Regions from separate parts of the Mus musculus genome. Here all the other regions are linked to region 1. Evidence: chromatin contacts called from public Hi-C and promoter capture Hi-C data. All regions are on one chromosome and are shown on one strand. The core of a region is the stretch at or near the end of the contact, and the rest is flanking DNA. Distances in the headings are between cores, read along the strand shown.

Evidence for each region. Hi-C and Micro-C count contacts between places; a contact is called where the count stands out from the background. Capture Hi-C pulls out chosen DNA fragments and counts their contacts.
Region 2: a Hi-C map of B cells shows a contact between it and region 1, with 7 read pairs. The contact joins the promoter of Ddx24 here to the promoter of Ppp4r3a in region 1. A contact is called at or near these places in 1 of 39 promoter capture datasets (the C10 cell line), 1 of 484 Hi-C or Micro-C datasets (B cells) and 2 of 115 datasets of contacts at active chromatin or transcription factors (astrocytes and embryonic forebrain).
Region 3: a contact with region 1 is called in a promoter capture Hi-C map of liver, with 3 times the contacts expected there. The contact joins the promoter of Zc3h14 here to the promoter of Ppp4r3a in region 1. A contact is called at or near these places in 1 of 484 Hi-C or Micro-C datasets (B cells), 2 of 115 datasets of contacts at active chromatin or transcription factors (large pre-B cells and pro-B cells) and 2 of 9 other capture datasets (adipose tissue and liver).
Region 4: a contact with region 1 is called in a promoter capture Hi-C map of adipose tissue, with 3 times the contacts expected there. The contact joins the promoter of Eml5 here to the promoter of Ppp4r3a in region 1. A contact is called at or near these places in 2 of 484 Hi-C or Micro-C datasets (CD4 T cells and muscle stem cells) and 2 of 9 other capture datasets (adipose tissue and liver).

Annotation. Positions count from the first base shown.
Region 1 is chr12:101,082,005-101,085,123 of GRCm38.p6, forward strand. Ppp4r3a (protein phosphatase 4 regulatory subunit 3A) reads right to left here and starts at 1,698. Exons shown (of 15, transcript NM_211355.2): 1 at 725-1,698. The coding sequence starts at 866. It overlaps D130020L05Rik (RIKEN cDNA D130020L05 gene), which reads left to right and starts at 447. Exons shown (of 2, transcript NR_038050.1): 1 at 447-2,495.
Region 2 is chr12:103,424,267-103,427,385 of GRCm38.p6, forward strand. It overlaps Ddx24 (DEAD box helicase 24), which reads right to left and starts at 1,581. Exons shown (of 9, transcript NM_020494.4): 1 at 1,513-1,581; 2 at 1-331. The coding sequence starts at 326.
Region 3 is chr12:98,745,302-98,748,420 of GRCm38.p6, forward strand. It overlaps Zc3h14 (zinc finger CCCH type containing 14), which reads left to right and starts at 1,667. Exons shown (of 17, transcript NM_029334.2): 1 at 1,667-1,857; 2 at 2,179-2,221. The coding sequence starts at 1,822.
Region 4 is chr12:98,899,987-98,903,105 of GRCm38.p6, forward strand. Eml5 (echinoderm microtubule associated protein like 5) reads right to left here and starts at 1,498. Exons shown (of 44, transcript NM_001081191.1): 1 at 846-1,498. The coding sequence starts at 1,042.

The DNA.
Region 1 (3,119 bases), core at 448-2,947:
ACTTTAATCCCAGCACTGGAGAGGCAGAGGAAGGCAAGCTTTGAGTTCAAGGCTAGCCTGGTCTATAGAGCAAGCTCCAGGATAGTTGGGCTACATACTGAAACCCTGTCTCAAAATACAAAACAATAACAACAATAATAATCATCTCCCTTTCTTGTGAAAAAGACAACCAACCCCGGTCAAGACATGTGTGTCCTCGAAAGCCAAAGCAGCATTTTCTCTGTCTGGTGGAACTGCCAGATTTATAGACCTTATTGCAGACCCTAAAATCTGAAAGATATGGTGGAAAAGGTTTAAAACAACAACAATCCCACCAGAACAGAACTTTCTCAAAGTGTGCAACAGCTATGAACTTTACGAGCGCCAAGCAAGGTTTTATGCCTGCTTTACAGATTGGTGAACTAAGGGGTGTGTGTGTGTGGGGGGGGGGGGAGCAGATCGTTTCCGTTAAATGCCTTTCTCAAGGTCACGACGGTGCAAAAACCACCGGGGAAAGAGGATCTCAGGTCTCCGACCTTTCTGCACTGGAAAGGCAGCACGGCGCAACGTGCTCCGCTCTGCTCGAAATCCCAACGCCACAAGGTTTTCGGGTTAAGGATGGACACCCCGAATGCTCTCCACCGAGCTCCACCGGACTTGGGTACCCCGTGGCGTTCCCGTCCGCACTCCCGCCGTCCCAGTCCGAGCGCCACTGCTCTGAGAGGGGCCAGTGAGGGTCACTTACCGTCGCTCTCCGCCCTGACGAGCAGGGACATGCCCTTCAGCCTCTCCACGTAGCCGGAGGACACATGGCCAGTACCCCGGTCGTCCCACTGCCGGTCCTCGTTGAGCGTGTAGACCTTCACCCGCCGTCGGGTGTCGGTCATCGTGCCGGCCGGGGGCCCCGCCCGAGTGGCCCAGGGACAGTGTCCAGAAAAGGCGGGCGGCCGCAAACGGGGAACTCCGGGACCTCAGTGCCACCGCTGGCCGCCGCGGAGCTGCGCCGCCGCTCGCATGGCCCGCTCCCGGGTCCGAGCCCCGGGCCGCCGCCTTCTCTCGTCTCCTTCTCCCCGGCGCTATTGTCCAGGCCGAGCGAGCGCGGCCGCCCAGCAGCCCCGACAGGGAACGCGCAGCACTACGCAGCCTACCGGCCCGCCGTTCCAACGAGGTGCGGCTCGGTTCACAGACCCGCTCCGGCCTCCACCATGACCTCCGCAGAGCCGCTTTCCCGCGCCGCCGCCTCCTCAGGCCGCCGCCGCCATGTTTTCCTCCCTTGTACCTGGCCCAGCCGCTGCAGCAGGAAGCCCCGCTCCGCTCCTCCCGCTTAAAGCATCCGAAGCCGGTGAGGTAGCACTTCCCGGGAGACTCCGAACGCCTCTGGCCACCCGAGAACCCCTGGCTCTTCTTAGAAGCCGCCTTCCCTACTCCGCCGCCTCTTCCGTCTTCCTCACAGAGCCAAAGCCGCCGCCATCTTGGCTCGCCCCTCAAAAGCGGCGCGCGGGGCCACCTAGGCAGTAGCGGCAGGGGCGGCCCGCAAGCCCCACCACTTAAAGCGACAAGACGGGAGCCGGCAGCTTCGCTCCGGCCGAGGCCTTGCACCGAGGCGGGCGCGGAGCTGCGGGGGTGGCGGGAGCGGAGGAGGCGGGACGCGAGTCGCGCCGGTGACGGACCGGGACTCCCTCGCGCTGCCCTGCGCGTACTGTCGTGCAAGCGCGGGCTGCGTGTGCGTCCGTCGCACTTTGAATTCGTCATCACCTCGGCTCCGGGCGGGGAAGGGGTGTGGAGTCTGTTGGCGGCTTCTGGAGCCAGACTGGACTCTGATCCCGGAGCTCGTCCTTTCCCGTGCGAGCCTTCTCCGGACGCTTTAGGGAGGACCTTTGCAGTCGGCCCTGGGGGCGCGGGCTGCTGGCGTCCTCCTCGTCCTCCCCCCGCCCTCCTCCTCCTCCTCCTCTTCTTCCCTTGGCCTGAAATAGAGAAGTTTCTGAGAGAGGACCGTTTGGACCGCGAGGTTGGCGGGATGCAGTGAGGCACGCAATGGCCGGGCAAGTCTAAAACCCTCGACGCGGTGTTCACGCGTGGCACTGCTCCCCGGGATCATTCTGAGCACTCACCTCACAATAATCAGCGGTTATCTCCCTTTCTCTGTCGGTTATCAAAGCTGATCGTCTGTAGCCCTAGGCTGGTTTGTTTGTTTTTTTAAACAAAATAACAAAACACATCTTGAAGGGCTTGCAAAGATAAATGCCGTACTGTATGAATAAGATGAAATTCTTTGTTTTTTTGTTTTTTTTGAAACACAGCCTCACAATGTTGCTCTGACTGGCTGAAGCAACGTATGCGAGAAGCTGGGATCTTTCTTAACCCACACCAGAGACAAGTGCTCGCAAAGACATACCTGAAATCATTCACCAACAAAACTCGGAAGCATGTAAAAACAAAGCAGTTGCTGTTTCTAAATACCAGAATGCAATCCTTTCAAGCATCTAGATGGAGCCCATGAGCTCCAAGCAGAGCAGGTTAGCAGTATGGCCCTCTATGCTGATTATTTTATAGCAATGCTTCTAACCTTCCTAAAATGCTCTGACTCTTTTATAACACAGTTTCTCTTGTTGTGGTGACCCCTCCCTCACTATAAAATCATTTTGTTGCTACTTCGTAACTGTAATATGCAGGATATCTGCTGTGTCCCGTGTTTGACCGCCAAGGGATCGAGACCCACATGTTGAGAACCACCTTTTTAAAGGCCCTTGGAGACTGACTAGCAGAGCTTACACAGTGAATAGTTTCTTATCTGCCTTGACTCTTTACCCATCAAAGAAGAAACTGTTGCTTTCATCCCTCTGAAACTGTTTTGCTGGAGTACAGAACCCAATAGAACACACCTAGCCAGTCTCAGTATTTTGTCTCCTGGCTTATTCTGATGATGGAAATCATTTACAAACTATTTTGTGTCTTCCAGAGCTTTCCTAAATTGCTATGATCCGGGTCTTCCTCTCCTCTATAAAGTGTCCTTTAGAGACTTTGAATCAGGGTACACCAGGATTTGTACTTCTCAGAATTTCAGAATTGCCAGCTTGTGTTTGGGAACAAGTACTGTGAGGAAATAATTTATTTGGCGTATACTTCTAGGTCACAGTCCA
Region 2 (3,119 bases), core at 331-2,830, 2.3 Mb after region 1:
GCAGCTCGTGCCGCATCTCTCTGCTTCTTCAACTTGATCTTTTTCTTTGGGGAGCTGGACTGTCCTTCCTCCTCTTCTTCCTCTTCTGAAACAGCCTGGGCCTTTCTCTTCTTTGTCTCCTCACTTGAGAACAAACGGGAGGGATTCTTGACTAAACGGTAATCTGTCAGCTCTTCAAAGCACACCAGGTCATCCATCTGTCCATCTGCAAACAGATTCGGGTCGATCGTCACTTGCTTCCATTTCCCCACAATCTTGATGCCCTTCCTCTGGAACGTGCCACGGCTTGCCAACTTTGGCTTTGAGTTTGTCTCCTTCACCTTCATGGTTGCTGAAAAGAAATGTTCTTCTGGGTTAGTGACTGTGGGGTACAGGCTCTAGGGCAACACACGCTTTCCTAAAACGTACTAGACCCTGCAAACAGCCAAGGACACAGAGATGGCTTAACTTACATAGAGGAGATGCTCAAATCCAGAAAATGAAACACACCCACAGAATAGGTAGTTTGGCTTGGAGCAGAGGGGACACAGGCAGTAAAGGACACATGAGCTATCTCTGGTTAGGATCCTAGCTCCAACACTTACTTTGTATGCAACCCCCACCCACCCACCTCCTCTCAGAATTTAGTGTTACAATCTTTCTAAATGAGAAGGGTGTGATAATATCTAATAATAACTAATTTTACACTGTACACAAAATAAGTATCAAAAGAGGCTTGATAAGCCATTTTGAACACGGAGTAAGAATCTGAGATACGGCGTGCTTTTTTCCCTGGTAGAACAAGACAAGTGCCATTTCCATCATCTTGGCCTTGGCCAGATAGGTTGAAACACGTCAAGTCCTAGGTTCCACCCCCCCTAGCACTGCGTAAAACCGTACATAGCCGGTATCCTGCCCTCAGGAATGGAGATGGAAGATCAGGAGCTCAAAGCCAGCCTTGGCTACACAAGACCCTGTCTTTAAAGTCTGAGTATGCACGACTCATCTGTGTGGAAGTGGCGCTACATGGGTCCTCTCTAAATGAAAAGGGACATTGTGGAGAGAGTAAGGCAAAACTCGATTCAAATCTGGATCCTGCTCGGTGTTTGCTGCACATCTCTGTGCCTCAGTCTCCTTATCTACAAATTGAGGATAATGAGATATTTATCGCACTGGGTCCTCATCTGAATACGAAATAGTGACGCACGTCAAAAACCGCTTAACATGGCGTCTGTGAGGATGGCATGGGACGCACGGCGACCCCCCGACCCCCGCCGCACCTCGGCCCCACCTTGACAAGGTGAAGGGAACGTCACTAGAAATAGGGCGCGGGGGAGTGACCTGTGCCTTCTGCCAGAGTCCCACGAGGGCTTCAAGGGAGGTTGCCGGGCCTTGATGCCCACAGCAAAGCATGAGCCACCGGCAACCAAGGTTGTGGGGACACCGGTGAGCCACGATGCTTCGAAGACACCGGGGAGCCCCTCCGCAGCCGGCCAGGGCCTGCTCCGCTCCGAACCCACAAAGAGCACTCACCGCCGCAGTCACCTCACACGCCGGGCCGTTTGCGCCAACCCGACCCGGAACTGCAGCAGCTTCAGTACTGCAGTTCCGGGGCGGAGCTCCGGGCACGCGTGCGCGCTAAGGAAGGAAGTTCCGCCTCTGTGCGGAAGCGTCTATCTGATTGGCACTCTCTCAGGACTTTGGCTGGAACTCGGAGGACTGAGCTGGGGGGCGGGCCCTGTGTGGCCTAGGTTACGCTTCCTGTTTATGGTTTAGGCAATGTTTCGGAGCTCCTTCCTGGACGCTAGGGAGCGCAAGCGCCCGGGTAATCGCTGTCTGGTTTGTGTGCAGTAGCTGTCCCACATGCATGAGTAACTGACTACCTGGAGCCTTAAAACATTTCCTTACCTAATTTATAAACCACCTAACCCTGGGTTGAAAGAGCCATGTTCTCCAGTTCGTAGTGCCTTTCCTACTGCACAGAGCTGGTCACGATACATTTGCCTGTTTAGTTTGATTGTTTTTTGATGTTTGTGCTGGAGATTTAAACTAGTCTTAGAGGCTGTATAGATGGCTCAGAGGTTAAGAGCACTGACTGCTCTTCCAGAGGTCCTGAGTTCAATTCCCAGCAACCACATGGTGGCTCACAACCATCTATAATAGGATCCAATGTATTCTTCTAGTGTGTCTGAAGACAGCTGCAATGTACTCATATAAATTAAAAAAATAAATAAACTAGTCTTCCATGCATATGGAAGCACGCTTCCCACTGAGCCATCTCCGAAGACCTGAAAATGTATTCTTTTATATCTTAACTTAGATCAGTTTTTTTTTTTCCGTGTCAGCATTATGAGATACACACCTAACACTGAATTAGATAACAGAGTGTTGTCATTGGCAAGGGACTTTCACCAAGACGCCAAAAGGATAGACAAGAGCAAAAAGAGATGCATGAAATTTTTATGAAAACAAAAATGCTTCCGCACACCACCCTGAATAGAGAGGGGAAAAAAGGCGGGCTGGAGAGTTGGCTCAGTGGTTACAAGCACAGACTGCTCTTCCGAGGGATCTGTGTTCAGTTCCCAGCACCCATATAGCAACTCACAACCATCCATAATTCCTGACCAGAGGATCTGATGCCCCCTTCTGGCCTCAGTGGGTGCTGCAAACACGTGGTGCACAGACATACACCTAAAAACGTAAAAGAGATATCTTGTTAAAAAGAATAAAGGAGGGGCTGGTGAGATGGCTCAGCAGGTAGCGCACTGACTGCTCATCCTAAGGTCCTGAGTTCAAATTCAAGCAGCCACATGGTGGCCCACAAACACTGGTAATGAGATCTGACGCCTGCTTCTGGCATGTCTGAAGACAGCCACAGTGTACTTATTTATAATAATAAACCTTTGGGAGGGAGCAAGCAAAGCAAGGGGAGTTGACCAGAGCAAGCAGGAGTCCTAAAAAAAATTCAATTCCTAACAACCACATGAAAGCTCACAAACAATTGTACAGCTAAGTGTACTCATATACATGAAATAAAATAAATCTTTTTTAAAAAAGAGTAAAGGAAATCCTACAAACTACACATCTGAATGTGGTTAATAAAGCAGGAAATACAGAATTCAGAAACTCAATTGTAAAAG
Region 3 (3,119 bases), core at 417-2,916, 2.3 Mb before region 1:
TTCCTATAATCCAGCAAAGCTGTTAGGGTTTGAACAATTTGAACACCTATTAGCAGCCATTGAACTCTCTTTTGCTGCCCTGGATGTCTTAAATGAAGGAGCCTAGCAAACAGCCAGACTGCTCTTAGACCAGCATCCACGACAGTCCTGAGCATTCCACCTTGAAACAACTACATAAAGACTGCAGTCGATCTGATTGTCCCAGCTCCTGAATGTGTGGCTCCAATGAGGGCTGTTGGAAAGATTTTGTACCTGATAGTTTGTGATCCCGAGCCTTGAAGAACTTCAAACAAACCTGCAATTATCTCTTCCTAGGCCAGAGGGCAAGCTCTTCTCCTTGTGGTCTAGCAGACCAGACAGATAGCTGTAATTGGTGCTAAGAGGCAAAGCTCTGATTAGTCCAACATATGGCTAGGCTCGGCCAAAACAAATAGCTGTGATTAATCCAAACATCCCATTTTGAGCTATAGAAGCAGACTGTTCAGGCCGGGAGGGGCACTCTCGGGAGCAGCTTACCCTATGGTTACAACAGCAGGCTTAACAAGAGGCTTCTCTCAAGCTCTCTTTTCTGACCCACTTTCAGCTGTGTGGACCCAAAGAGAGGCAGGAGATAGAAGAGGGAGGGAGCTGTTCAAGAGTGGCCAGGATAAGGTAAGAAGCTGAGAGGGGGAACAGGAGGCTCAGAGCCTAAGCATTAAAAGCAATGACGTAAAAAGCAATGAAGGGAACCTGCAGGCCCCGGTCACAAGAATTTGTGAGAACTGTCAGGTCTTCAGGGCCAAGTGTGCCAGGCATCTGACTGAGAGCTGTATCGCTGGCTACCACCATGGCCTGAGAAATCCCAGTACCTAGGACCTTCAGGAAACTGCAATCCCAGCTGAGACTGAGATTAGCAAACCCAATTTCTAGGCCCAAGGAGCTCTAATACATTCAGGGCTGACACCCAATAACGGAGCCCTGCGCACCAACTCTTAACACTAGAGGGCCCCAACTTCCCAGTCACACTGGTCAACACTGCAGGGTGTTGTAACACTAGAGGGTGACACTTGCCAGTCTTGCTACCTGCAGCTGGCAGCCCTCAGGAGGCAGGGGCAGGTGGATCACTGGGTTCAAGGCCAGCATGGGTTTCAGAGCAAGTTCCAGAACAGCCAGGGCTACACAGAGAAACCCTGTCTCAAAAAACAAAACAAAACAAAACAAAACATCCCTATAGAATTAAAGTAAGGTCATGGGTTCTGAATATCGTCCCTCTACCTCATCAAGTGTAATAATAGTACATCTTCTAGAAAATAATCTCCTTTTTGTCATTTGATAATATATATCTCAATCCCATAGTGATACTTGGGGTTAGATTTGAACTCGGATCAGGGCTCATAATGTTTGAGCTATACATACTTTCATCCTGATTACCTGTAGACTAAAATTCGCAAATGAGAAAGCATGAAAAGGAAAAGGAAAGGCTCCCCCGAAGCCTAGAAAGAGGAAGGTGAAACCAGGTAACCCCGTAGGCCATCGTCCTATGAGCCACCAGCAGTGGTCGCCAGAGCACAGGTTCCGGACCCCGCCCCCCTGCCCGGGACACACACGCGCGCGCGATTGCGCGCATGCGTGTGTGCTCAGACGCATGCGCGTTGGCTCCCACTTGCACGGGGGCGCCAGCAGGGGCGGGGACGCGCACGGCGGAGGCGGAGCGGCGGCGGCAGCGGCGGCAGCGGCAGCGGCAGCGGCGTAGGGGGCCCAGGCTGCAGGGTGGCAGCCCGCGGCGGGCTCCAGGTAACCGAGGCGCCGCGCAGTGCCGAGCCGGCCGCCCGCCGCCGAGCCATGGAAATCGGCACCGAGATCAGCCGCAAGATCCGGGTGAGGCCCGCGTCGGCGGGCGCTGGGCATGGCGGGCAGGCGGTTGCCAGGAGTAACGGGGCGGGTGGGCCCGGCCTGCAGCGTCTCCTCCGCGCCGGCCGCCTCAGACGGAGCGCAGGCGCGGCGGTCGGCTCTGGGGACTCCAGCGGGCCCGTGAGAGGCACCTGGGCGGCAGCGGCGGCGGCGGCTGCGGGAAGCGCCGCGCGGGGGGCGGCGTCCCCTCCCCCACCCCCCGGTTGCGCGGGGCGGCTCTTTCACTGTCGCGGTTTTCACAGGCACCTTTGCTGTTTTTTTTTTTTTTTTTCTCTCTCTCTCCCTCAGAGTGCCATTAAGGGGAAATTACAAGAATTAGGAGCTTACGTAGGTAAGTCGATTCTCATCCTTCGCCTCCATATACTACTGTAGGGCTTGTAGCTGCCTGGATGTGTGAGTGACTCTGCCCCAGAGCTCTTCGGGTGGTCTGCCTTGAGAGCCCTGGTTTTCCTCTCCCCTCGTTCCATCGAGCCATCTATAGCAGCACCCCGAGGTCCCTTCCCCCACCCCCATCTCCTGTCTAAGATGTTATTTTGAAATAGTCTAGCTTTTCTAACCTTCGGCTGAAGCTGTCGTGTTTTTAAGCACCCATGTTTGTTCGAATTTTGTTCTGTTTTTCCTGTTGTTACTTTCTCATCATGACCTTTAATTTGAGATCTCTCATTTTGGATATGAACATTATATGCTTCAGGCTTCTGGCATTTGCCACAGAGCTGGTTCAGTAAGTTTTATGTATTAGATTTTTTTTGTTTTTGTTTGTTTGTTTGTTTGTTTTTTCAGAATGAGTGTTTACTCTGAGCTAGGCATTGTTTAGCCATTAAAATGTAAATGATAATATCCCAGTTGTACAAATAGAAACAAAGGCTTCAGGTACTTGAACAGGCCTGGGGGAGGAAGCCTGTCTGACCCCACTGATGGTGGCTTTAGTTGTAAATCATGGGTACCTTAAAATAGTAACTCAGGGTCTGAGACCCTTACTGACCCCTGGAGTCAAATTTGTTTTCATAATGGTTAGAAGGCTTGACATTACACTATGTCTACACTTGGATTATACGAAAGCAGTGAGTTTAAAAGGTCACACCAGCTTTTACTAGAACTCTTGGTCAAATAATTGTAGTTTAAAAAAAAAAGTTCCATCTAGAATGTTATCAATGAGACAGATAAAAAAAAAATGGTTTTTAAAACTGGCTTCTCAATTGGGAGGTGGTGGCCCATGCTTTTAGTCCCAG
Region 4 (3,119 bases), core at 248-2,747, 2.2 Mb before region 1:
GGTCAAGAACACAGAAGCAACAACATAACACACTTGCAAATTTTTCTGTAATACATTCGCTTTGTTGGAAGACAGAAATGTGCTTGAGGCAATAATCAATTCAAACGCTCCCAACTTTAACATTAGAGTTCGACTGAAATGTGGAAAATTACCCTTTATATGTACAGCTTACCAAACATCTCGGCCAACGTTAAGATTCAGATCAATAGAGAGCAAGATACTGTCACCCTGTGATTGAAATTACTAATAAGAAAGTAAACTTAAGGTTACTCTGATGAAGATAAACAGAATCGGAAATCGGTGTGGTAAAGGTTATTTCTCATAAAAGACATACCCTCCAAGTGCCTTCCAGCGTGCGAATTTTAACCTCTAGTGAATTGCCTTCCGAGTAACACATGAGTTTCTTTGCTATCTGCTGATAATTGCAGATAGTGAAATCTGAACTAATAACTACGGCCAAGAGTTGAGTACCGCAGAGCTTGGGTTAGTCTTCTGTCAAGTGTTTCCTTTCCCTAGCGAAATAAGATTTCCTTTTTAACAAGAAACCAATCACGGAGTCTAAACTCCTGATGTTGATGGAACGGAAAAGGTCACAAATCCAGTCAAGCGAAGGCCTGCGGAGCATCCGTAGGCTCGCTCCCCTAGAAAAGGGCGCTGCGGAAAGCGGAGTGGTAAGTGGGTGGGCTCCGAACCAGATAGATGCACATCGCTGTCCTGGGTGATGCCCCTTTGCGTGAACGGCCACGACTTCCAGAAGGACAGGCAGCTGCAAACTCCGAGGGCGCTCGGCAGGGGTGACAGCGGTCCCCCTCCCACCCCACCCCTCCGCCTCCCCGAGCCCGTACCTGATGATGTCGTCGCTGTGGCCGCGGAAGAACTTCTGCCGATGCTCCCGCGGACTATACACCACGCCGACCCCCGCCACGAAGTACACGATCTCCTTGGCCGCCGTGTAGTAGAGGTTGTTGCGGCACTGGTGGCCCCGGTAGCCGTACACCCACTCGAGCCGCAGGTGGCAGCTCGGGGCGCTCCGAGCCGCCATGTCGGTGCGCCCACCCGTCGCTGCGGCTCGGGCCCGCGGTCGCCGCCGGGGCTGGGTGACGAAAGCTCTCCCGCTGGCGGCCCGGACGCTCCTCTAAGCCGAGCCCGGCAGGTGCATCTCGCTTGCGTGGCCGCCGCAGCCGCCGCCGCCGCTTCAGCCCACGGGCGGGAGGAAAAGCCTCGCCTCACCGAACATGCTGAGGGCCGCGAGCGCCGCCGGCTGTCCGGGAGCCTCGCGCGTCTGGGAGCTCGCCGTGTCCCCTCAGCCCAGTGCCTTAGGCTGGAAGACAACCAAGCGAAGAGGGGGGACGGGGACGCGCCTCCAGCCCGCTTCTTCTCCGCCCGCCCCGCGCACCGGACTCCCCGCCCGGGTCACCTGCGGCGCTCCGGTCTAGCCGCTACCTCGCCTCCACAGCCCCGGCGGAGCCGCGCCGCGCGCTCCCGAGCCCAGCTGAGTGGCGGGAGGGCGGAGCCGCGCGGCCCCGCCCCTCCCCTGCGCTAGCCCCACCTCTCAGGTGGCCCCGCCCCTCCCGGAGTAGAGCGGAATCAGAGAGCTCCCTGCTCACCACCACCAGGCTGTGGTTAACGCCCCCCGCCCCCCCGCCCCCCCCCCCCACGCAGTCCTCCCTACCAAGATCTAAGCACCCGTTCCCACCCTCGCGAGACCTGGATTACCCCACCCAGATTTGGATTCCTGTTGCTGGGTTTGCTTGCTCAGGAATCTCTGGGGAATCCCGCTTGCCCTTAGACCTCAGCTATTTCATATGCCAATGAATAACACCAGAATAGAATGTTCACTTTATTCTTTAATCGCCTCCTCCATACCTTACATATACGTGTGTGTTTGCTTATCATGGTGCTCTCTGGTCCAGAAATTTGGCAAGAAGAAAACCTAACCTCGCAAATGTGCTTTTGACACATTAGATACACTGTCCTAATAAATAGTCCTGGATTTGTTACTACTGTTGTTCAACAGGCCTCAAACTCATAATCCTCCTGTTTTTGTCTCCTGAATGCTGAGATTACAAATGTGCATCACTGTCCCCACCAAAACTCCGAACCCACCCCCCCCCCCCACGCACCCCACCACCACCCACCCCCACCCCGCTGGCAGATCTTTCAGCTGCTGTTTTGGATAGCAGCAATTATCTCTTGATTAAAATGAAGAAGGGCATGTTTTAAAGTAATTGTGAAATCAGATGGCCTAAATAATTGTGATCAGGTAGACTACTCCTGGAAGAGATGTTGACTATGTAACATCTATGTATGCTTAGAAAAAATTAAATATTTGTTGCCGTACATCGTGAAATATTAATCACTAGCTACATATAATTTTTATGAGGTAGGGTGTAGAAGAATAAGAATTTCTCTCTGTACAGTTTTTTTTTCAACACAATGTTTTACAGATCCCATGGTACATATTTAAGAACTTCAGATTAATACTAGATTTAAATAATTTATTTTCCCATTATCATATTTTCCATTGCAATTTTTAATGACCCAAGGGTAGAGTTTGAAGCAAAAACATTCTTAATTAAGCCATCCTCAGATGACAACTTAAGACCAAAAGAGATGACGGAGGCACAGCGGTGGCTGGAAAGTGAACCATTCATGAATACTAAAGAGAGGAAAGCAAATCTCACCAGTTCTCTATGCGATCTGTTAGCAGGGTCATGGCAGAGAAGTCAGTCAAGCCTTTACCCTGGACAAGGTGTTACCGCTTTCTGAAAGTCATGCAACCAGACCCCAGATATGGATCAACAAGTAAACATCTGGTGAACCATTTACGTAAAAGAACAATAATCCTTTGGTAATCTGATGCCTCCTAGTCCAGTCTGAAGCTACATAGTTCAGACATGTGGGGTGTATTCTAAAATTCAAGCAAATGGAGTTATTTGTGGTTTTCTGTTCATGTGTTGGCACCGAGATATGTATCCTCCAGCCTATAAAAGAAATGTAAGGTCAGCCATGGGCTGATGGCTAAGAAGGTGAGTGCTTGCTGCCCAAGTATAAGAACTGAGCTTCGCATCTCCAGGTCTCACATAAAAAGCTGACTGCTAAGGAGGCAGAGACAGGTG